3 separate regions of the Mus musculus genome follow, and all the other regions are linked to region 3. Evidence: chromatin contacts called from public promoter capture Hi-C data. All regions are on one chromosome and are shown on one strand. The core of a region is the stretch at or near the end of the contact, and the rest is flanking DNA. Distances in the headings are between cores, read along the strand shown.

Region 1 (4,359 bases), core at 1,786-4,285, 5.6 Mb before region 3:
GGTGCACGCCTTTAATCCTAGCACTCCAGAGGCAGAGGCAGGCGGATTTCTGCGTTTGAGGCCAGCCTGGTCTACAGTTAGTTCCAGGACAGCTAGGGCTACACAGAGAAACCCTGTCTCAAAAAACCAAAACAAAACAAAACAAAAAAAGTATTCCACTCAAGAAGAACATATCCGCTAAACTTAAGCAAGCTGTGTTAGATGGGAACGTCACTGTACATTAATCTAACTACCATTTATCATGTAGCATTAGTAATAGTATCTGAGAAGGGAAAAGAGTCCAAGGTTATCTTGGGCTGTGACATCCTGTCAAAACATAAAAGACCAAGGATTTTCTTACCAGTCACAAGCAGCAAGCCACTGTCCAGCTGCTTCAGGAAAACCACTCTCTGGAAGTCAAACAGAGAAATGACAATTAAACCTCACCCAGAATTAACCAAAGTACAAGTATGAATACATCTGGCACTTCAAGTCTAGACTGGGCTACATGAGACCTTGTCAAAAGGAAAGGTGAGGTGATACACGCCTTTTGTCCTAGCACTGGTGGGACAGAAACAGACTCTATGGCATTCGTAACCACACCAAAACACAGCATTTACTAAGGGGTTAAACTTGTTACAGAGAACAAGAAAATATTTATGGTACATCAAAAAGCAGGATGCACCAGGCATGCGAGGACCAGGATCTGCTGCTCCCCCATGCCAGGCCCTGGGGACACTCCTCACCTTGCCCCTGTGGCGCCCAGTGAGGATGATCAGGACAGTTCCGGGAGTGATGCTGGAGCGTAGCCTTCTCACGTGCTGGCTGAAGGGCTTCTTGCCGTGGCTCAGCAGCTTCCGAGGAACATCTTCGGTGGGATAATACCTAGGCTGGAGAGAGCACCGGCACCACACACCATTGAGCAATCTGCTCAGCCCACCAGAGCTGCATTCAGAGACACAGCCTTGAAAACCCCAAGAGTCAAGCCCCACTGACAACACAGAAAGGAACCTCTGGCACACTGGAGACAGACACTCTAACCTTTTTAAAAAGTGTTTGGCTTGTTTTGCTTTTCTGAGACAGGGTTTCTCTGTAGCCCTGGGTGGCTTAGAACATTGAGATCAGCCTGCCTTTGCCCCTCGAGGGCTGGGATTAAAGGAATGCGGTTTGCATGTGTCCCTGGGTATGCCCATGAGTACATGTGCCACTGAGTTATCCTTGGGAGTGGGAGTTCCAGGTGGCTGGGAAGAGCCTGTAGCAGAGGCTGGGAACAGCACTGTCCCCTTACCCCGAGGCATCTCTCCACTCATTCCCAAGCTTTCCTTGGGGCTTGGAACTCTAACACACTTCTTAGGAGTTAAGGTCACAGCCAAATATGGGGAAGGTGGCTCAGAAGGGAGTTTCAGATCAGACCAGGCTACCCGAGGCAAAGGTACAAAGCGCATCATACCTCTTCTACCTTGGCAGAAGGCACACACCCACTTTCTTCAAGAGGGAAAACTAGACATCAATACCACAAGTTTGATAAATACCCACCTTCCACTTGCCAGCAATGGAGTAGCCAGAACCCCAGTGTGCTGGTCCCACTATGAGCTACACCCCCAGCCTGAGAGCTTATCCCAACTAGACTTGACTGACATAGCCTCTTTCAGACAAGCCTCAACCCTAACCCCAAGGAAAGCAACCCAAACTAGATCTCACCATTTTTCGAAGCTTCACCACCCGGGTGCCACCGTTCTTGTCCCCACCAACTGTTTTGGTGACAGTAGCAAGGACCTTCTCTTTTTTCTTCTTCTTCTCAACCTACAAAGACAAACCCATCAATCCAGGATCCTGCCAGACCTCAAACGCAGGAATAAGGCATCATAGTGGGCCATCCGTTCCCTCTCCTACCTTGGTCTTGGCAGCCGAGTATTTCCTTTTGTACAAGGCCTTCCTGGAGTACATAGCAGATCGGGAGTACCTGCCAATTCCTCTCACCAGGACAGGGTTTCGGCTGCAATGGGGCTTCGCCTTCTTGGGCTTTTTACCCTTAGGGTGAACCTTTTTGGCTACTTTGGCGGCCCGGGGCCGGGAGGCAGCAGCATCACTGCCAGCCTTCTTGGCCGCAGGTTTCTTCTCCTTTGTATCAGGCGCTTTTTCACCCGCCATCTAGGGATATAAACAATAAAGGCATTTCATCAACCATTTGTCAACAAGCTAGTATGAAAACCATCCTCTGATGCTTGCAATGCCTCTTCCTTCCAAACACAGGGTTAAGTATCTAGCACTATTAGTTTTTTTGTTTTTTTTTTTTTGCTAAAAAACTTTTTTGTGGTTCCTTATCTTATTCTTCCATTTTTGTGAATCAGAAAACCAAAGACAATCTTTGCTAGTGTCTACACAGGCAAGGAAGCCCAGAATCTCGAGGCTCTTCTGTGCGACCCACTTCAGTGCCAGCAGCCTACAGGCAGAGGCCAGGCAATGGTTCGGGGCCACGGGTTGCTCTAGCACGGGACACTATGACAGACCCAGGGGAACGGGCCTGCCATAAATCCAAACCCATGCACCAGCACGGAACACCCGAGACCTCCCCCTCTGGTGTCGCCCTAGGTCCCGAAGCCACCACGATGGCCCCAGCTCCGCAAAGTAGCCGACAGCGGTGCTCTCCGGTCGTCTTCCGGGGACGCGGTTCCCCACCTTCAGTCGCGAAGCCCAACGTGGCCAAGACAGGCTCAACAGAAGGTTCTGGAACCCCCACTGCAGGGTCGCAAGTCGCAACACAGGCCCTCCAACCCTCCCCAGGTTACGGCAGCCGGCAGGGCCCAGCGACCATCTCGGGCGCTACGCTCGTTCTTAGCCCCCCGCCAACCCACGCTGACAGAAATGAAGCTCCCGAGAGATCTGGCGAATGATCCCGACCATAGGCGGCCCTGGGTAGTGATCCCCGGATGTCCCCCAATTTCGGATGGACGAGGATTGGGGTCCCGAAAGCCGCTGCCACACAGACGCCCGCCATTCCTACCTTGCAAGACGGGAAAGAGAACTAAGGCAGCGGCTTCCGGTCTATAAGCAATGACGGGAGGTGACCAAGATCACTTCCTTCCTGTATGGGGCATCATGGGAAATGTAGTTTTTCTTTACTCCGTGGCAATGCACCTAGGGAACGTCCCCCCAGGCCCCACCCCCACCCTAATAGGTAAGGGCAGCTGAGATGGCTGAGCAAGTAAAAGCGCTTTCTCCTAAAATGATGAACAGACTTTGAGCCTTGCGACTCATGTGGTGGAAGAAAGGACTTTACAGAGTTTTCTTCTTCTCCTCCTCCTCCTTCTTCTTCTTTTTTTTTTTTTTTTGGTTTTTCGAGACAGGGTTTCTCTGTGTAGCCCTGCCTGTCCTGGAACTCATGCTGTAGACCAGGCTGGCCTCGAACTCAGAAATCCACCTGCCTTTGCCGCCCAAGTGTTGGGATTAAAGGCGTGTTGCACCACGCCTGGCCAGAGTTATCTTCTAAAAACTAAAGGTTAGGGTTGGAGTGATGGCCCAGTGGTTAAGAGAACTGGCTGCTCTTCCAGAGTTTTTTGAGTTCAATTTCCAGCAACCACATGATGGCTCATAACCATCTGTAATGGGATCCCATACCCTCTTCTGGTGTGTCTGAAGACAGCTACAGTGTAGTGTACTCATATACATAAGATAAATAAATCTTGCCAGGGCTATGCAGAGAAACCCTGTTTTGAAAACCAAATACATAAATAATAAATAAATAAATAAATCTTTAAAAAAAAAAAGTCTGACAGTGGTGGCACACCCCTTCAATCCCAGCACTAGGAAGGCAGAGGCTGGTAGATCTCTGTGAGTTTGAGGCCAGCCTGAACTACAAAGCTAGTTCTAGGAGAGCCAAGGCTATGCAAGCAAACCCTGCCCCCAAAACAAAATAAACAAATTAAATAGGAAAAAATAAATAAGATTTAAAATAAAACTTTTTTGTTCATTACATTTTTAAATAAGCTACTATCCTTTGAAAAATGACACTGTATACCTGACAGTGCCTTACTTTTTATTACATTTTATTTTATGTGTATGCTTATGTGAGCATGTGGGAGTGGGGAGTGGATGCATGCCCCAGCATACAGATGGAAGTCAGTGGACAACTTGGGGACGCCGGCTCTCTCTACCACATGAGGCCTAGAGATCAGTCATCTTAAGAGGACTTAGGTCATCACAGGCCCCGCATATAACAATTATCCTCTACCTCATAGTGCTTAGAACGACGTATACACATGATTTCTATTGTCTTCTACTTGTCTGTTGCCTGTTGCTAGTGGTAGGAGCTTTTCTCTTGACTTTCTTTTTTTTTTTTTTATCTTCTTTTTTTTTTTCTTTTTTTTTTTTTTCCATTTT
Region 2 (4,351 bases), core at 1,378-3,877, 5.8 Mb before region 3:
GGCAATGTGAAATGGTACTTTTTATTGAGCAATTCAAAACATAACTGAATATAAGACCAATAACGTTCCCCTTGGTCTTCAAGAACAATGTTATAAATCTAATTATTCTTTAAAAAAAAGGGTTTAGTCTTTTTATAAAAGACTTTTCAGAAAAAGGAGAAGTCAACATTCCTTGTCTGTGTAAGGATGTGATTCACAAACCATGAACCCTTAACTTAGGTTTTACTTTCTATTACCCAGAAGCAGGACAGTGGAAAGTCAGAGACAAGCCTGGTCCACACGGGGACTGCAAAGGCAGGATGTGCAGCCATGGGGAAATCTGAGTCCTCTTCCCGATAGGCCCCACCCCTGCAATCTTAGAAGAATCAACATGACGCAACTTCTAACACAGTGGTTAAGACACCGAGCCTGGAGTTCAAATCCCAAGTCCAGGATGTATCTGAGCTAGATAAATCACATAAGAGCAATAGGATTCCTGCTCCAGCTGTCTACGGGGAGTGTGTGTGTGTGTGTGTGTGTGTGTGTGTGTTGAAAGCTCAAGGGCACAGACTGGATTAAGTTTTCTAAACTCATTATGATTACCCACAGGGCCATTACTGCTAGAAACAAGTGATGGGAAGGTAAGCCATCACACAACAGAGCACCAAGGGCTGTAGAGATGGCTCATCAGGTGAGGGTACTTACCACCATTCCTGATAACGTTTACGATAGCCCAGGACCTTTATGATAGGGAAGAACCAACTCCCTCTAGCATGGTGTCCTCTGAACTCCACAGGCTCACAGTGTCATTCATGTGACCACACTCCACCACACACACACGCCCAAAAAACATTTCTTCATCAAATGGAATAAAAAAAGAATTTCATCACACACATATATGAAAGTATGATTGCTGGGCATAGGGCCACGTGACTGTAATCCCAACAGTTGGGAGCCACAGGCAGGGGAGCTGAAAGCTTGAGTCCAGCTGGTCCACCTAAGGAGTTCAAGACCTGTTACTTAAAAAAAGAAAAGAGTACTGGGCAGTGGTAGTGCCTGCCTTTAATCCCAGCACTTGGGAAGCAGAGGCGGGCAGATGTCTGAGTTCGAGGCCAGCGAGGCCAGCCTGGTCTACAAGGTGAGTTCCAGGACAGCCAGGGCTACACAGAGAAACCCTGTCTCAAAAAAAAGGAAGGAATGAGCAGCTGGGTTTGGTGGCACCTTTAATCCCAGCACTCGGAAGGCAGAAAGCTGGTGATTTCTATGAGTTCCACGCAGTCGAGGGCTACATAGAGAGGTCTTGTTCCAGACCCAGCACCTACACCCTGGCTTACAACAGTCTGTAACTACAGATCCAGGACATCCTGATGCCCCTCTTCAAGCACCAGGAATGCACGTGGTGCACAGACATCAAACTGGCAAGCAAGAACCCACATATGTACCAATTTGCTAGAGACACAAGCACCCATTCTGCCAAGGGGAGAGGAAAACCCCTAAAAACGAAAGAGCCCAAAACCCATAGCCACACTGAAAACGTGAGGTCTGCTGTAGCCAAAAAAAAAAAAAAAAAAAAAGCACTGACCTTGATAAAGCTTCCTTCCTCATCATTACCTGAGACAAGACCATACAACCATCAACGAGGCGAGCGAGACATGGCAAAATTAAATAAAATAAATAAATAAATAAATAAGGCACCGCTTCCAATAACAGAACATCTCAGTCACTGCAAAGTGTTTTCTCTCTGACTCAGTTTGGTGATTCTTTTTATTCTATTACGGTGGGAAGATGACGATAAAGACACATCTTGAAAGCCTGCGGGGTTTGGGATGCGCGCCGTGAGGAGGGTTCAACGCAAGCAAAAGCACGAGGAAGTCAAGAGGCAGAGAATAAACCTCAGACACGGTGCTGAAAGGTTAAAAAAAACAAAAAACCTTCCATTCCAGCAGCCTGGCCGGCCGCTCCGGCAACACCAGCTCCTGCCATCTCTTGCCCGCTATTCGGGGCCCGCGACCCCCTCCCCCCCGCCTCCCACGTGTGCCCAGAACAGCTGTTCCTGCATCAGGATGGGACTCGGGTCTCAGTGACCTTGCATCAGCCCCTTCCCTTCTCCGGGTCTCAGTTTCCCCACGTGCACTTAGACTACATTCTGTAAGACAGCCCTCCCCGGATCCTCATCCTGGTACCCAGAGCAATCATCACTGGGGTATCTCCCTTCCGGAGGCGAGCGCTCCCACCGTCGCGCCTGAGCCGCTTGTCACCTGCAAGAAAAGACCGCGCGGGGGTTCCTCGGGAGCGGCTGGAATAAAACAACCTGCCGGGAGCGCTGGTCTCCAAGCGGCGGCGCGATCCGCACAGAGTTGACAGCGGCGCGCACCCACCGTTGTCTTGTCGCCTCCGGGTCCAGCGACGCCGGGGTCCGCGCCTAAGCGAGGGCGAGGCTGCGGCCTAGCGCCCCGCGCGGTCCGCCCCCTCGCCGCCCCACCCCGCGCGCGACCCCAGCGACCCTCCCTGGCCTTCGCCCGAACCGGGGCACGCTTTGTCTCGCCGCGGTGGCTAACAGACCGACTCCGGGGTACTCACCGTAAATGGGCCGGAGGCGCCGGTCGTTAGGGTCCTGCACATGGCCCCGCGTCGCCATGATGACAAGCGCAGAACCTCAGTGCGCAAGCGCTGAGCAGGCCCCCGGGAAGGGGCCGTTAAAGGGCCAGCGTCGAGCTCGCCGACCTATCGCGATAGTGGAGGGGAGGTACGGCGGAGTGCGCCTGCGTAGAAAGGGTGGCTCGCCTCTCCTTTAATTGGCGCTGTGGTTTGATTTTTTTTTTTTTTTTTTTTTTTTTTGCCTGCGGAGTCATCGGGACCCCAGGGGCGGTTGTTGTGGTTGAAGGCGTGGAGAGAGAGTGCGGTTTAATCTCACTGACTGTAACAGCTAGAAGAACCAGTTGGTTTTGGCCCTTGATGGTGAAGCAACCTGGAACTTGTTGAGTGGGAGCCCTGGGAGCGTGCTTGCCCAACAGTGAAACTGTAGAAAAAGCCTGCGAGCCCTCCTCCACCCGTTCCCTGAACTCAGTGCTGTGCGTGGCTAGACACTAGTGCAAGCTCTTTAAGTAGGTTGCTTTTAACATTCCCACGGCACTAGACGGTATAATGAGCTTTCTTTGTACAGATTTACAATTCGCACGGCCCAGAGTTATGAGTGCTATTTGGGCGGCGATAATGACAAGGAGCTAAAGGTATCCCCAGCACTCGGGAGGCAGAGGCAGGCGGATCTCCTTGAGTTCGAGGTTAGCCTGGTCTACATAATGAGTTCCAGGACAGCCAAGGCTATGTAGAGACCCTGTCCCTATAAAGAAATGGATAGAAATAAAAATAAAAAGGTTCTCCCACCAAGTGGTTGCTTGCCCTATTTGGCTGGCATTCCTCCTTGCCCCAACAATTTTTCCCTCAGTTCATGGCTCCTCTTCTCCAGCTGCATGTAACTGGATTTGGCGTTTGTAACACTTTCACAGACCAGTGAATCTTGTAGCTTTAGCGGTATGTAAGGTGTATATCCGTAACTACCGCACTGAAGGGGCTAAGACAAGAGGCTAGTAAGGGCCAGACTGGGCTAGCTACATAGGAAGACCCTGTCTCAAAAGAGAGGGAGAAGAAATGGTACATGTTTGAGCTGATTTAGCTTAGGGATTTAAACATTACACAATGTATACAAGTATGGGGCAATACATAGTACCCTGTACAGATGTATAACTGTTTGAATGTGTCCCTTACAAGTTTTAAAAGCTTACCATTGGTTATTTCATGTGTGTTTCTGTATATATGTGTGTGGGCACTCCAATACCCAAAGTGTGGAGGGTCTCTCTGTCTACCACAGTGGTTCTCAACCTGTGGTTCGTGACCCTCATTCATTCTATTTCAGATGTTTACAATTGGTAACATGAGCAAAGTTACAGTTATGAAGTAGCAATGAAATAATTTCATGGTTGGGGGTAGGGGTCACCACAACATGAGGCCCTGTGTTAAAAGGTTGCAGCTTCAGAAAGGTTGTAATCCACTGTAAAAATGTGAAAGCTGCCAGGGCATGGTGGCGCACGCCTTTAGTCCAAGCACTTGGGAGGCAGAGGCAGGTGGATTTCTGAGTTTGAGGCCAGCCTGGTCTACAGAGTGAGTTCCAGGACAGCCAGGGCTACACAGAGAAACCCTGTCTTGAAAAAGAGGAGGAAGAGGAAGGAAGGAAAAATGGAAGGAAAACAAACCAAGGTTCAGTTCCCAGCACCACAACTGTCGGTAACTTTAGTTGCAGGGAATCTGAGGCCCTCTTCTGGCCTCTGGGCACTGGATACAGGTGCTGCACAGTTAGTTGTACATGCAGACAAAA
Region 3 (4,117 bases), core at 197-2,696:
TGGAGAACCGAATTTTTAAATTTCATTTAATTCTGACGAACTTAAGTAAGCTTTACGGCTCTTTTGATAGCACAGTTAGGTAACCTACTACTAAATAACACAACTCTAGGGAGAAGATTCTTAAATATTCAGAAACATTAAGTAACTTCCCTTCTTAGGATTCACTAAGACGCAGCTCTGTCTAAACAAATTACCAAACCCTTTTACTGAAGACCCTTGCAAAGCATCTTTTTAATGATCAGGTTAAATGGCTCCTCTTTGGCGGGCCTTGAGGATCAAACATAAAAATCAATTAATCTCACCCCAGAGACTCAAACTGTTTTTTAAATACGTTCCTGCCAGGCAGGGTAAGCCCCCCACCCACCCATTAAGAAGCCACAGGCAAGATGGCTACAAGTTCAAAGCCAACTCACTATATATATATATTTTTAATTTGTTTGTTTCTCAAGACAGGGGTTTTGTGTGTGTGTGTGTACCCATGTCTGCCTGGAACTCCCTCTGTAGACCAGGCTGGACTGGCACTCAGAGATCCACCTGCCTCTGCCTTCCAAGTGCTGGGATTAGAGACGTGCCACCACCGCGCCACCACTACCTGGCCTTGATCTACATTTTTGAAAAGGGAGGGTGGGATGGAGACATGGAGAGAAAAAAAAATTATGTTTCTTATTTATTATTTCATCCTTCCACGAGGCTACAAAAGAGGCTGAGATGGAGAAGGGGGTAGCCTCAACGCCTCCCTGAACTGCAAGGTACCCACAGGTGTGAACGCACAACGGTGTCACGACTCTTCGCAGGTGAAGACATTTTGAGATCTCACCCAGGACCCAGTTAACACCCAGCAAACCCACATGGGACCCTACTATTTTGTCTCAATACATCTTCCCATAAAATAACATAGGATATCGGTATTATCACCACCACCAAATGTTAAAAGGACCGAGACCCTGAGGGGTGATGTCATTGATCCAACGCCTTGACGAAACCAACGAGCGGAGGCTCAACTCCGAACCCGTATGGACATAAAAAGGCTACGCTCCGAGTGTGGGCACAGAGTCGGGGGGCCTCTGCATCGCCCCGCGGGCTCCGGAGAACCGTAGCCGACGCCGAGTGTAAGCTCTGCCACCGCCGGGACCCGCACAGCCCCAGCACGGCACCCGCTACCCCGAAGCCAAGCGGATGGCAAGATGCTCGAGTCCAGGGTCGCTCTGCTCGCCCAGGCCGGCCGGAGCCTCGAGCCGCGAGCAGCCGCCGCCCCCTTCCCCCGCGCCGCCGCTTCCGTCTGCGCCCTCCGCGGCCGTGGGCGCCGCAGCCTCCGCCCGGGCAATCCCGCCGCCCCACTGCCCGCGCTCCGGGTCCGGTCCCCGCCGCCCGCCGCGTTGGCCGCCGCAGCCGCCCGCCTCACCTGCGTGTCCGCCGCCATCCTGCCGGCGCCCAGTCCGGAACCGCTTCCGGAGCGCTTCCGGGTCACAGCAGGGCCCACGCGGCAAGGCGAGGCCTGGCGCCCCCGGGCGGGAGGGCGGCCGCAGGTCGTGCTCTGCAGCCCCTGGGCGCGGGATCTCCTCGATTCGGCCTCCCCCGGACAGCGCCCTGCAGCTCTGGCATCCTTGGGGGGATCCCGGGTCCAGCACCGACACCCCCCATCGTGCTGTTTCCTAGGCCCCAGGAATGAACCCAAAGACTAGTCTCAGGCCCAAGAGGCTTGGAGGTTAGAACAGGTGATGGTGAGGTACGCGGGAGGGATGCAGGGATGACCCGGGAATTGCGTGACCTGCTGGGAGCCTCAACTGCAGACAGCTAGGGACAGGGTTGAGGAAGAGTTCGATGTCTTAGGACAATTATTGAATTTTTACTATAACTCAAGAGTGTGCTTGGAGAATGCGGTCTCCAGGCTTCTTGGCCCTCAGCAGTGGCAACTATACAGATGGGGGGCCGGGCGTGGTGTCGCACGCCTTTAATCCCAGCACTCGGAAGGCAGAGGTAGGCGGATTTAAGGCCAGCCTGGTCTAAAGTGAGTTCCAGGACAGCCAGGGCTACACAGAGAAACCCTGGGGGGTGAGGGAGGGAGAAGAAAAAAAAATATATATATACACACACATAGATGTATAGTGACGTCACAAGGTTAATGATAGCAATAGGGCATTGCATTTGATACAGTATTCACCTACTTGTTAGAGCCCATTTTTTAAATCCTCAGCTTTTCAGACTTAACACTTACTGAATGCCTATATGAACCAACATCAAACTACTATCGGGTTAGAGGTTGCAATTCTAGGGTAACTTTTTGTCTAGTTACCTGTGATGCACAGGCAGTATTTTAGCTCTTGCAGCAGCTTTTTACATAGCAAGTTATTCTAGTTTGCACCCCCGATTAGTACATCAAAGCAACCCTACATGCACACCTTAGTGGCTAGTTATTAACTGCCCCTGTATTCAAGACTTAATCTACCAAGAAAAAACTTTAGCCAGCACGTGGAAACTCAACTACACATCTAAACTACACAAACACAAGTATAACTTCATTACTAAACACACAGCAGTGACTCAATTACTGCAGGCAGAAGGCTGAGGCAGATCAACTTCTACACCAATCCTCATCTCAAAAGGCACAATCAGGCCCGAGTTCAATCACCACTCACCTGGATACTCCTTGCCATAGCTCAGTATCACCATCTCAGGCCCTCTCAGACTTCAGTCCTTAAACCACGCCTAGCTCAAACCCAGCCTTCTACCCCTGCCTCAGCCTTAAGCAACAGGGCTCTGGACCTGCATCACTCTGCCTTGGAGCAGTAAGGCTACCTATGAACAATGGCTTGGACATCCAGTGATATACAGAAAGCAGACCCAGATACCAAACCATATAGATTTGGTATGGCTCATAGGTCTCTTAACCATTGAGCTTAGTATACATATATATTATGTATACATATGATATATATCCAACATGGACTACCATAGGAATATAAAGGCCAGGCTTGGGGCTTGATGACATACACCTTTAATTCACACCTGGAAAATCTTTGTCCCAGACTAGCTATGGCACCAAGTCAAGAGACTGTCTCAAAAAACAAACAAAGCCCACAAAAACACTAGGAGCTTTAATTTTAGAAACAAAGATGCCAACACAAAGTAAACAGTAGCGGTTTTGCTTTTTCATCCTGCTTAAGTGAACAAACTAAATAAATCCAGACCGGAGTTTTAAGAGAAGTAAGCCTTTATTTCCATCTTTCTCAAATTAAGCAGGCTGACTTGGTTGCTTTGGCGGGATTAGTCGAAGAGACCGAATCCCATATCCTCATCTGATTCCTCCGACTCTTCCTTTGCTTCAGCTTTGGCAGGGGCTGCAGCAGCCGCAGGGGCAGCAGTGGTGGCAGCAGCTGCAGGGGCAGCAGCCGCAAATGCAGATGGATCAGCCAGGAAGGCCTTGACCTTGAGGGAGAAAAGGCAGTCAGCATGATCATAGTTCTACCACCTACACTCTTCCTGCTAAGAACTGACTGTCCTGTGGCAGCTTTCCAGTGAGATTACCCACCAGGGGTTCTTTCTGAGCATAGCCTGCTGGCTGGACACTTGGGCCCAGCTCTAGGGGTCTAGTCTTTTAAAATGAGAGCATGCATGCCTCCACTAATATGCATTTCCCCCCACTTTTATTAACAAAGGATCTGACTAGCTCAGGGCAGACTCTAGCCTGAATGAAAGGCCACCCAGTTTTCACCCAATACCAAACAGGACATGGAGCTTGGTTTAACAGCTTAGTTGGTAAGGTGCTGGCTTAGTGGGGAAGCACTGGTACTAGTAACAAGCCCCAACCTGGATTCAAGGTCACCCAACTACAGCTTAAGATCAGCTTTGGGGCTGGAGAGATGGCTCAGTGGTTAAAAGCAGTGACTGGGAATTCTGAAAATCTAAGCTCCCAACCTCCAGTAATGGGATTTGATACTCCTTTCTGGAGTGTCTGAAGACAGCAACAGTGTACTCATATAAATAATAAAACTTAAAAAAAAAAAAAGACCAGCTTTGGCTACATGAAACCCTGTCTTGTCTCACAAGGTACCTACTGTGTGACATAGCATGAATACACTAACTCAGCAGACTGCCACTTGCCAACCCGTCAGGCCTC

What was found. Promoter capture Hi-C pulls out the DNA fragments that hold promoters and counts their contacts.
Region 1: a promoter capture Hi-C map of maxillary cranial neural crest shows a contact between it and region 3. The contact joins the promoter of Rpl6 here to the promoter of Gcn1 in region 3. A contact is called at or near these places in 4 of 39 promoter capture datasets (the HPC-7 cell line, cranial neural crest, maxillary cranial neural crest and 1 more).
Region 2: a contact with region 3 is called in a promoter capture Hi-C map of cranial neural crest. The contact joins the promoter of Naa25 here to the promoter of Gcn1 in region 3. A contact is called at or near these places in 2 of 39 promoter capture datasets (cranial neural crest and frontonasal cranial neural crest) and 1 of 484 Hi-C or Micro-C datasets (B cells).

The regions. Positions count from the first base shown.
Region 1 is chr5:121,203,177-121,207,535 of GRCm38.p6, reverse strand. It overlaps Rpl6 (ribosomal protein L6), which reads right to left and starts at 3,035. Exons shown (of 7, transcript NM_011290.5): 1 at 2,984-3,035; 2 at 1,873-2,130; 3 at 1,681-1,782; 4 at 726-869; 5 at 341-389. The coding sequence starts at 2,130. LOC115490270 (a small nucleolar RNA gene) reads right to left here and starts at 2,526; the gene lies at 2,393-2,526.
Region 2 is chr5:121,396,271-121,400,621 of GRCm38.p6, reverse strand. It overlaps Naa25 (N(alpha)-acetyltransferase 25, NatB auxiliary subunit), which reads right to left and starts at 2,627. Exons shown (of 24, transcript NM_172722.4): 1 at 2,560-2,627. The coding sequence starts at 2,617.
Region 3 is chr5:115,562,592-115,566,708 of GRCm38.p6, reverse strand. It overlaps Gcn1 (GCN1 activator of EIF2AK4), which reads right to left and starts at 1,446. Exons shown (of 58, transcript NM_172719.2): 1 at 1,403-1,446. The coding sequence starts at 1,420. Rplp0 (ribosomal protein, large, P0) reads right to left here. Exons shown (of 7, transcript NM_007475.5): 7 at 2,980-3,426. The coding sequence ends at 3,265.